Linked DNA regions of Gossypium hirsutum: regions 2 and 3 are each linked to region 1. Evidence: chromatin contacts called from public Hi-C data. All regions are on one chromosome and are shown on one strand. Each heading gives the region's core, a stretch centred on a gene start, on an enhancer-like site or on the middle of the called end of the contact. The rest is flanking DNA. Distances are from core to core; before and after follow the strand shown.

Region 1 (2,700 bases), core at 194-2,693:
ATGCCACCTTCAGCTGCAGTTCCACCGTCACAACCATCGCAGCGGAATCCATGGGTAAGTTTCTCAGTTACTATAATGTGTGTCATCTTCCTGGCGAATCCCTTGGTAATTGTATCAGCTGCTATTGTTTGTATCATCTTAGTGGTATCAAAACTTAAGCATAAGTAAGGGGCAGGTTATGTGAAGTTAGTGTGTGACTGTGATCGGTCAATTCGTCAATAAATCAGTGTTGCAGTGTTGTTATATTTGTATTTAGCGAATGTGAGTTTGAGAATTGTGTTACATCAATCCATCTTTATTGAATCTAACAATAATAAGGTTGTATAAATAATGAGATCCTCTCGTCTGAGTATTAGAGTTATATTTTCTCAGCTGCTCCATACCTTTCTTTGTATCGTAACTCACTCGATTTCTTCATCATTTCAACACAAATCTGTCATAGAATCACTCTGCTGTCGATTTAATGCTGCAATATTTTTTAGGAAAATCTCGCCAGGACGCTTTTGAAGACCTCTAAGATCAATACAAAATAAAGCATTATAACCACAAGTAAAAAATCAAATGAGATGGATTCTTTTTATGTGAAAAACTCCTCTTAAAGCAAAAGGTAAAAATCACATGACTATAAATCCACTCAAAAGCTTCATTATACTTTAAAAGATTTTTCTACAAGATTATCACACAAAACCACAATAAAGAGAAGAGCATATAACTCCAACAAAGCTATATCAAAAGTAATCAAGCAAATTGAAACTATCACAAAAAGTAAAGCTGACTTTGAAACTGAAACCCCAAAACTACACACCCACATGGAAATCTAACCATATGTAATCAAGATCTTCCGAGTATTCTATTCATTGCCTAAAACTCAACTCCAACAAACTTGAGATGAATCCCAGAATCCCAGAATCCCAGAGAACGTAAAACCAACATAAAAAACACCCAAAAAAATTTTGATGTTAATAAAATTACCATAATTTCAAATTTGTTTAATTTAACATTAAAAAAATATTATTATGAAATAATAAATAAATTTATTGAAATTTATTAATAAAAAATGAACTCTATTTTTTAAATATTAGTTCATTTGAATTCAAAAAAATAATACAACAATAAAAAATTTTGGCAAGCATATTGGGAAGGGAATGGGAAGATGTTATCCCTGATTTTTGTCTTCACAGTTAAAATTGTCAGTGTCTAAGATGTTTGTAAACTATTTGGCGGCAGATGGAATAAGAGCAAAACTTAATATTATCGCCACTGCCCCAATGTCTTTACTTGTTCCTCCTTAGATTTAACCGTTCCCCTTCGGCTAAACGATCATGGCATATATTCCTATGAAAAGAGCTCTTCTCAATCTAGGTTAAAGGATTAGCTTCAATAAATTCAGCAACTTACCTTCGTTCAAAGCCCTTTTGCATGCTTTTATTTTACATTTCACCATGTATAGCATGTCTCCCTCTTCAGCTCCAGCTTTAGCGCCACAACCACCGAAGTGGAATCCCTTGCTAATTCTCTCAGTTGCTATTGTTTCTATCATCTTCATGCTACTTAGTTCCTACACGGTTTTGAGACGACTCTGCCGTGAATTTAATGCTGCAATATTCCCCAGAAATCAGCTTCAAAGCCGGATTCTAAGTGATCAGAGCAACTTTGACAATCCTTCTTCACAACCTCAGAGCAATGCACTGGAATCTACTGTTCTCAACTCCCTTCCAATATCTCAATTCAAGAAGGGAAATAAAGAACCGCAGTGGCCGAGCAACACTGATTGTGCAGTTTGTTTGGCTGAGTTTGAAGAAGGAGAATGGCTAAAACATTTATCAAGTTGCACACATGCCTTCCACGTTTCTTGCATCGACACATGGTTTCGATCACACTCAAGCTGCCCACTTTGCAGATCAAGTGTTTTCAATCTAACAGAAAGGCCTGAATGTTCTGTTTAGACGTTCGCAATTTTGGTGACTTTATAGATAGAAGATCTTTTGGGGCTGAACCAGAGATTTGATTCAAAAGGTGGCCCCTATAACTACGGTTTTGTATAAATAGCTAACATTCAAGCAGTGAACCATTTTTAAACAAATGCCCCAAAGCATGTAAATCAAAAATCACCTTCTGTCTTAAGTTGAACCAGAGATGGCTAATTGGCAACAACAATGCAATATTACAAACTTTTAAGTGCTAATAAAAATAAAAATACCTGCTCAATGTCTCGAAATAATTTCTCTTTGCAAACAAAAGGAAAATAAATGCTCAACAAGGTAGCTACCAACTAGCCTAGATAATACCAATTTTGTTTGCAACGTCCAAGGCATCGTATTCGGGTGTCAACCTAACATATGCTTTCTTTGTTCCATCAGGCCTGGATTAAGAGAAACATAACCAAAAAATTAATATCTAAAACACTAAAGCTGTAGACATCAGATGAATATGAAGAGATGAAACAAATGAGTCGTCAAGAAGCCTAATTGCAGAACACAAGCAAGCAAATGTATGTAATACTGCAGAAAACAAAGAAAACCGTTGCTCTAAAGCAAATCAACAGAGAAATGATCTCAAAGTTGATAATTAGATTTCGAAAACATACACAACCAATGTATTATTCTTTTGCAGTTCTTCACATTTAGCATACACCGAACCAAATATTCAATGAATATCAAAGATCTTACTAGTCTACAAACTGTAGTAGTAACAATTATA
Region 2 (2,700 bases), core at 125-2,624, 170 kb before region 1:
GAGATCAATGGAAGTCCAAGACTGATTCCTCCGCCGTCTGATTGACGGAAAATCATGACCGTTCTCGGATTTTTGACTCTCCAACGGTTTTGTTAGCCGAAAAGAAGACGACTTTACTTCCAAGGATTGAGTGTTTATCGGATGGTCCAGAACCTCCGATCCTTTGAGAACGTATTCTTGGCCGTGAGATGGGTAAATAAAATCGTTCTCCGCTAAGTCGTGCCAAACAAAGCCGTTTTTGTAACTCCTGAGTTTAGGAAAACCAACACTGAATAATATTAAATATCGGAGGGTGAGGGGATGTGATCAGACGGTTAGGAATGAATGAGAGTGTTACCGTTTGCAGGACCAGGAGTAAAGGCTAGCCATGCCTTTGCCTCGAAGGAGGTTTAGGCGGTTGATTACATCTGAAAGATGAAAGGAAAACGAGATAATTTTAGATTCAATTTGCTCGAAATTTAGAATAAAATCGGGTGCTTTTTCTCGGCATCCAAACAAAGAGAAGAAAAGGTTTTGATTAGAAAAACAAGGAACCAGAAAAAAAGATCACTTCTTTTAACAAATTTATTCTTTACGAGAAAACAGAAAGTTGGGTCTTTTGTCAGCTATGGAGCTGGGCACGACCATTTGGCAGAAAGCATTTCTTGGGACGTGAAAGTAAATTTAAAATTTTGAACTTTCTTACAAACCAAACAGAGAATGCTTGAAATGAAAGGAAGTTGTGCTAATTTTGAACCCAGAAAGGAAACCAAATGCATTTACCTTTGAGATAAAGGCCATGATGAGAAGAGAGAGGAACTTCCATGAAATGTGGGTGTTCAAGCTGACCATTTCTAGACAAATAGTAAACAACAGAAACTTTCTTTTCAGAGCTGTTGGTGGTGGTGGGGTGAGACTTGGGTTCAATCCAGATTTTGTGCCTTTCAGGGCTTATATCTCTCTCTTTCCATTTCCTTGAAACAACCCCAAACTCTGTAGTTGTTCCTCTGGAAGAACTGACCGCCATTGCAAGCAACTTTCTCTATCTGCAAAACCAAACAAGAAACACAGAGAGAATGAGAGAATGAAGAGGGGAGAGGAGAGAGAAAGTGAGTTTACCTGAGGAAGTAAAAGCTAGCGGAGAAGAAAGGGGTAGATTTGGATTTTATAGGAAAGAGAAGAGAAAGTGTGAAACGGAGAAGAGAAGAAAAGAGTTGAAAATGAGGGTGCAGCAGACAACAGTTAGGAAGGAAAAAGATAAAGGGAGATATTGATTTCAGTTGTCGCAATATGGAGCATTGAGAGTCAAATTCCCAGTTTGCTTATTTATTTGTATCTACGTAGTTAAAAAGTGCAAATAGCTAAGCCTAAGCCAAACAATGCCGTCCTACCTTTACCATACGTTTTTGTTTAGGACTTGGGAAGAACGTAGATATGAAGCTTGACAATTAAAGTATTTTTATACAAAACTCAGTTTTTCAAATTTAATTAATTATAAACGTGATATATATGTGTATTGCTATGTCAATAAAATCAATAAATAATACGGATTCAAAAATTAAAAGACACAAAAAAATTAAATTTAAAAAGTTAAAAAGATCAAATAAATCATTAGACCTAATTAATATTAAATAATTAGTTTTTATCATTAAATTCTATCTTCAACTTAAATTAATTTTATGGACAAATAAAAAACTTAAATTGTTTTTAAAACTAGTTTGAACTAACTGTGAGATGAAATTGTAATTCACATTTGAATTTAGAAAACAGTATTTTTAGGAGGGACAATAACATACCTTAAACACGAACCATAAATAGATAAGGAGTATACTAAAAAACCAAAAATAAAAGCTAATTTGGTGGTAGAGTTTTTAAATTTCCTTTTTTTTTAAATGCTTAAAGAATTTACTTTGAATTTTAAATATTAAATATATATGTATTTTTGTAATATTTATATTGAATATATAATTATTTATTTTTTGGTTTATTATAAATATTAGAGTATGGCATAGTATGTGCGAAAAATAAATTTTATGCAAAAAAATAATAAAATTTTGGTTGAAATAGTAAAATTAAGTTATTTCTATATTTATTTTTTATTTAATTTATTTTTTTATAAATTGTATATAAATTTAAGAAAAAATAAAAACACCCTATAATGATATTTTTTAATTGTTTAAATTTTAAATTTTTAGTCAGTGTTAAGTTGTCTCGTAACTAACAACTCAGAGCTTATATAACATTTTATATATTTGAATTTGCAAGGATTGTTTTAATACCTAGAATATGATTTATGTATTCAAATTAAAAGTTTACAATAGTAAGTTACACCACGAGTAATCTAATTAATTTATGAGTTATTTTCTTTTTTGGTTATTTAATTATGAATTTTTTTTCACCCGATTAATTGAGATTTTTTTTATTTATTTCCATTAATTACACAACGGGAAGGTAACATGGCAATTGAAAAGTCAATATAATAAAAAAAGTTTGCCCATCCTAATTCTAAATTATTTTTTAAGAAATATATAAAAATACATAAATATTTTTAAAAATATATAATAAATTTAAAAAAATAAAAAATGATTATTGAAAAAATATATAATATAAAAATACATAAATAATTTCAAAGAATATAATAATAAATTTAAATATTATATTAATGTTAATATTAATATTAAATAAAAACCCTCCACCCCATTTTTTGAAATATTAAATAAA
Region 3 (2,700 bases), core at 15-2,514, 250 kb before region 1:
GTGCCATTAGCTGCTGAAGGTGCAGTAGGAGTGGCAATGTTTGTTCCCACAATTTCGATTTTAATCGGCTTCCCATCAAGCTGAACATTGTTGTATCTCTTGACCGCAGCCATAGCATCTGTTCGCCTCGAGAAGACAACTTCTGCCGTTCCCTAAGAAAAAGAGTTTTTGGTTCTAAACTACAGCAGGATACAAAGAATTTCATCGGAAGGACCAGCTAATGCCAAACTCGATTAGATACCTTCGATCTCCCGCTTCTATCATAATGGATCCCATATCTTTTCAGGTCACCAACCTCCGAAAATAACTCCTATATATGAACACAAAAACGTCAGGAAAATACAAAATAAAATAGAGAGAAGAAGTCCAAAGAGCTAAACTCAGGAATCAATAATCAAAGTTTATGGAGACCATCTCAAGGGGAAAATTTTAGAAGTATTTCTAAGCATGGCTAGACTTCTCTTGCCCCAACTAATCTCAAATATAATGAATATGTAAACAATTCTTGAAGAGTTAAGACTGAAGAATCACGAGAAACTTTATAGAGAACAGATCACCATTATATTAATAAGAAATTTTAAATAAGACCTTAAGGGGAAAATTCAAATAAATGTCACCGTTGTATTAATAACAGAACATGAAATATAATATAAAAATTAAATGAGATAAAAGCGGAAAGTTTTATGTTCAAAAAAAATACCTTGATGTCGTCATTGGAAACACCATAATCTAAATTAGAGATATAAAGCTTCGTCCCAGTTTCTATTGCGGAGGCCCGACCTGCTTGTCCTTGCAACGCTGCTCCCTTATCCGAATACATATCGTGCTGCCACGTCGTCTCCGGCGCCTGAACGAAGAGAACAAACTTAGTAAACAAAAATCGAATAAAACGGGGGAAAACAGTTATAAAAAAGTTACAATCAGGAATGAGGCCCTAGCTATTTACCTTAGCAGCGGTATAGGGTGCGGAGCGGTTCGCTCGGCGGTTAGGAATGCGGCGGGCGGGTCCCGCCGTGGATCCACGGCCTCGACCCCGGGAGTTTCCGGATCCAGACTTACGGCTGCGCTTGATGAGATCGTCTAGCGACATCTCTAAAGCACTTGACATTTTCTTAATAATCTGCGTTAGTTAGATCAAAGAACAAACCCTAGAAAAAAGCACGGACTCGAAAGAGGGAAAAGGAAAAAGGAAGCTCAGAGGAGGATAGATAGGGTTTTCGCCAAAGAGAAGAAATAAAATAAATAATTTCATTGGATAAATATAAAGGCTATAACGTACGTTTACGTTTTTATAAAATAAATTTTAAACCACAGACGACAGGGTGTCGTGGTGTAGTTGGTTATCACGTCAGTCTAACACACTGAAGGTCTCCGGTTCGAGTCCGGGCGACGCCATACTATTTTGTAACTCTAAAGTAGACTTTGATACTTGGAGCGTTTTTACATTTTTTGCTTGAAAATCATTTAGTTTAACTACATAACAGCATAAATGAGTTTGTTAATTTTTTATGTTCCAAAATAAATTTATTTTTCTTTTCGCCCCATAAATTAAATTTATTTGTATAGTTTTCCGTTTATACTTTGCATTAAGTTAATTATTTGTTTGTGTCAAATTACAAATAAATAATTAGATGTTAAAATATGTTCTAAGTCCTTATATATTTCGTGCTTTTGGAATTTAGTCTCATGTTTTTATTTTCAGGAATTTAATCCCTCTACTTTTCATATTTAAAAATTCAAGTCCAATTATTACCATTGTTAAAATTTATCTATTAAATTCTTTGGTGTGACATTTTGAAATTTAAAAAAAATATATATTTACTTGATAGTTATGTAACAATAAAAATAACATTGAAAATACTGATTAGGATTTTTAAAAAAAGCACTTAAGCGAACTTGTCATGATAAAAAAAAATCTAATGGAATAGTGTTCTTAAGAAAAAGTGACATCATCATTTTTATTGAAATAGTTAAAAATGTTAACTATTTAAACTAACTAATAAAATTATAAAAGTAAAAAGACTAAATTAGATAAAAATCTAAGTTCAAGCATAGTCTAAAAGTCAAATTTAAAATTTGACCATCGCCTTATAGTGTTAAAAAAAAAAAGGCAATGAAAACCTAAAAAGATGAATATTTACTTACATGTCAATATAGACACTTTCGTCATTCAATTTTTATATAATCACTACAATATTTTAATAGAAAAATAAATAATATTAACTTTTTACACTAAATGATAACATTATAAAAAATATAGACATCAAATTATATTAAAAATTAAAACTTAATATATTAAATTTAAATATAATAGAAAAACTAAAACTAAAATTCAACCATTTTTTCCTGAAATGTAAATTGATAAAAATAAAAATAGAAAAACAAAAAACTGTCTGTAAAGGACAAGTGCCAAAGAAGGAATAATCTTTCGACTGTCCATTGATATAGAATTTTCAATTTGATATTTTTTTAATAATTTTATTATAAGTTTGGATTTTTTTTTACATAATGTTTAAAACTATTCATAATCACTCCCTAATTCATAAATAAGAAGATAATACGTTTCGACGTACTTAAACTCACATATTCTTGTATTAATAACAGTGCTTATACTTATCAAACTAAAATTCAATTGAGTTAAATTTGATATTTTTATATAAGCTTATATATGTGAAAGTGCAAAATGATGCATTTCCTATT

What was found. Hi-C and Micro-C count contacts between places; a contact is called where the count stands out from the background.
Region 2: a contact with region 1 is called in a Hi-C map of leaf, with 2.8 times the contacts expected there. The contact joins the promoter of LOC107937007 here to the promoter of LOC107941841 in region 1. A contact is called at or near these places in 8 of 34 Hi-C or Micro-C datasets (callus, hypocotyl, leaf and 1 more).
Region 3: a Hi-C map of leaf shows a contact between it and region 1, with 2.4 times the contacts expected there. The contact joins the promoter of LOC107937016 here to the promoter of LOC107941841 in region 1. A contact is called at or near these places in 4 of 34 Hi-C or Micro-C datasets (callus and leaf).

What each region holds. Positions count from the first base shown.
Region 1 is chrA07:16,471,217-16,473,916 of Gossypium_hirsutum_v2.1, reverse strand. LOC107941841 (RING-H2 finger protein ATL47) reads left to right here and starts at 1,443. Exons shown (of 1, transcript XM_016875463.1): 1 at 1,443-1,946. The coding sequence starts at 1,443. The coding sequence ends at 1,946. LOC107941848 (60S ribosomal protein L23A) reads right to left here. Exons shown (of 4, transcript XM_016875474.2): 4 at 2,098-2,362. The coding sequence ends at 2,278.
Region 2 is chrA07:16,639,262-16,641,961 of Gossypium_hirsutum_v2.1, reverse strand. It overlaps LOC107937007 (protein SOSEKI 2), which reads right to left and starts at 1,374. Exons shown (of 5, transcript XM_016869819.2): 1 at 1,099-1,374; 2 at 763-1,025; 3 at 338-407; 4 at 1-247. The coding sequence starts at 1,006.
Region 3 is chrA07:16,720,530-16,723,229 of Gossypium_hirsutum_v2.1, reverse strand. It overlaps LOC107937016 (THO complex subunit 4A), which reads right to left and starts at 1,264. Exons shown (of 5, transcript XM_016869828.2): 1 at 947-1,264; 2 at 701-847; 3 at 242-310; 4 at 1-152. The coding sequence starts at 1,108. It overlaps TRNAV-AAC (transfer RNA valine (anticodon AAC)), which reads left to right and starts at 1,322; the gene lies at 1,322-1,395.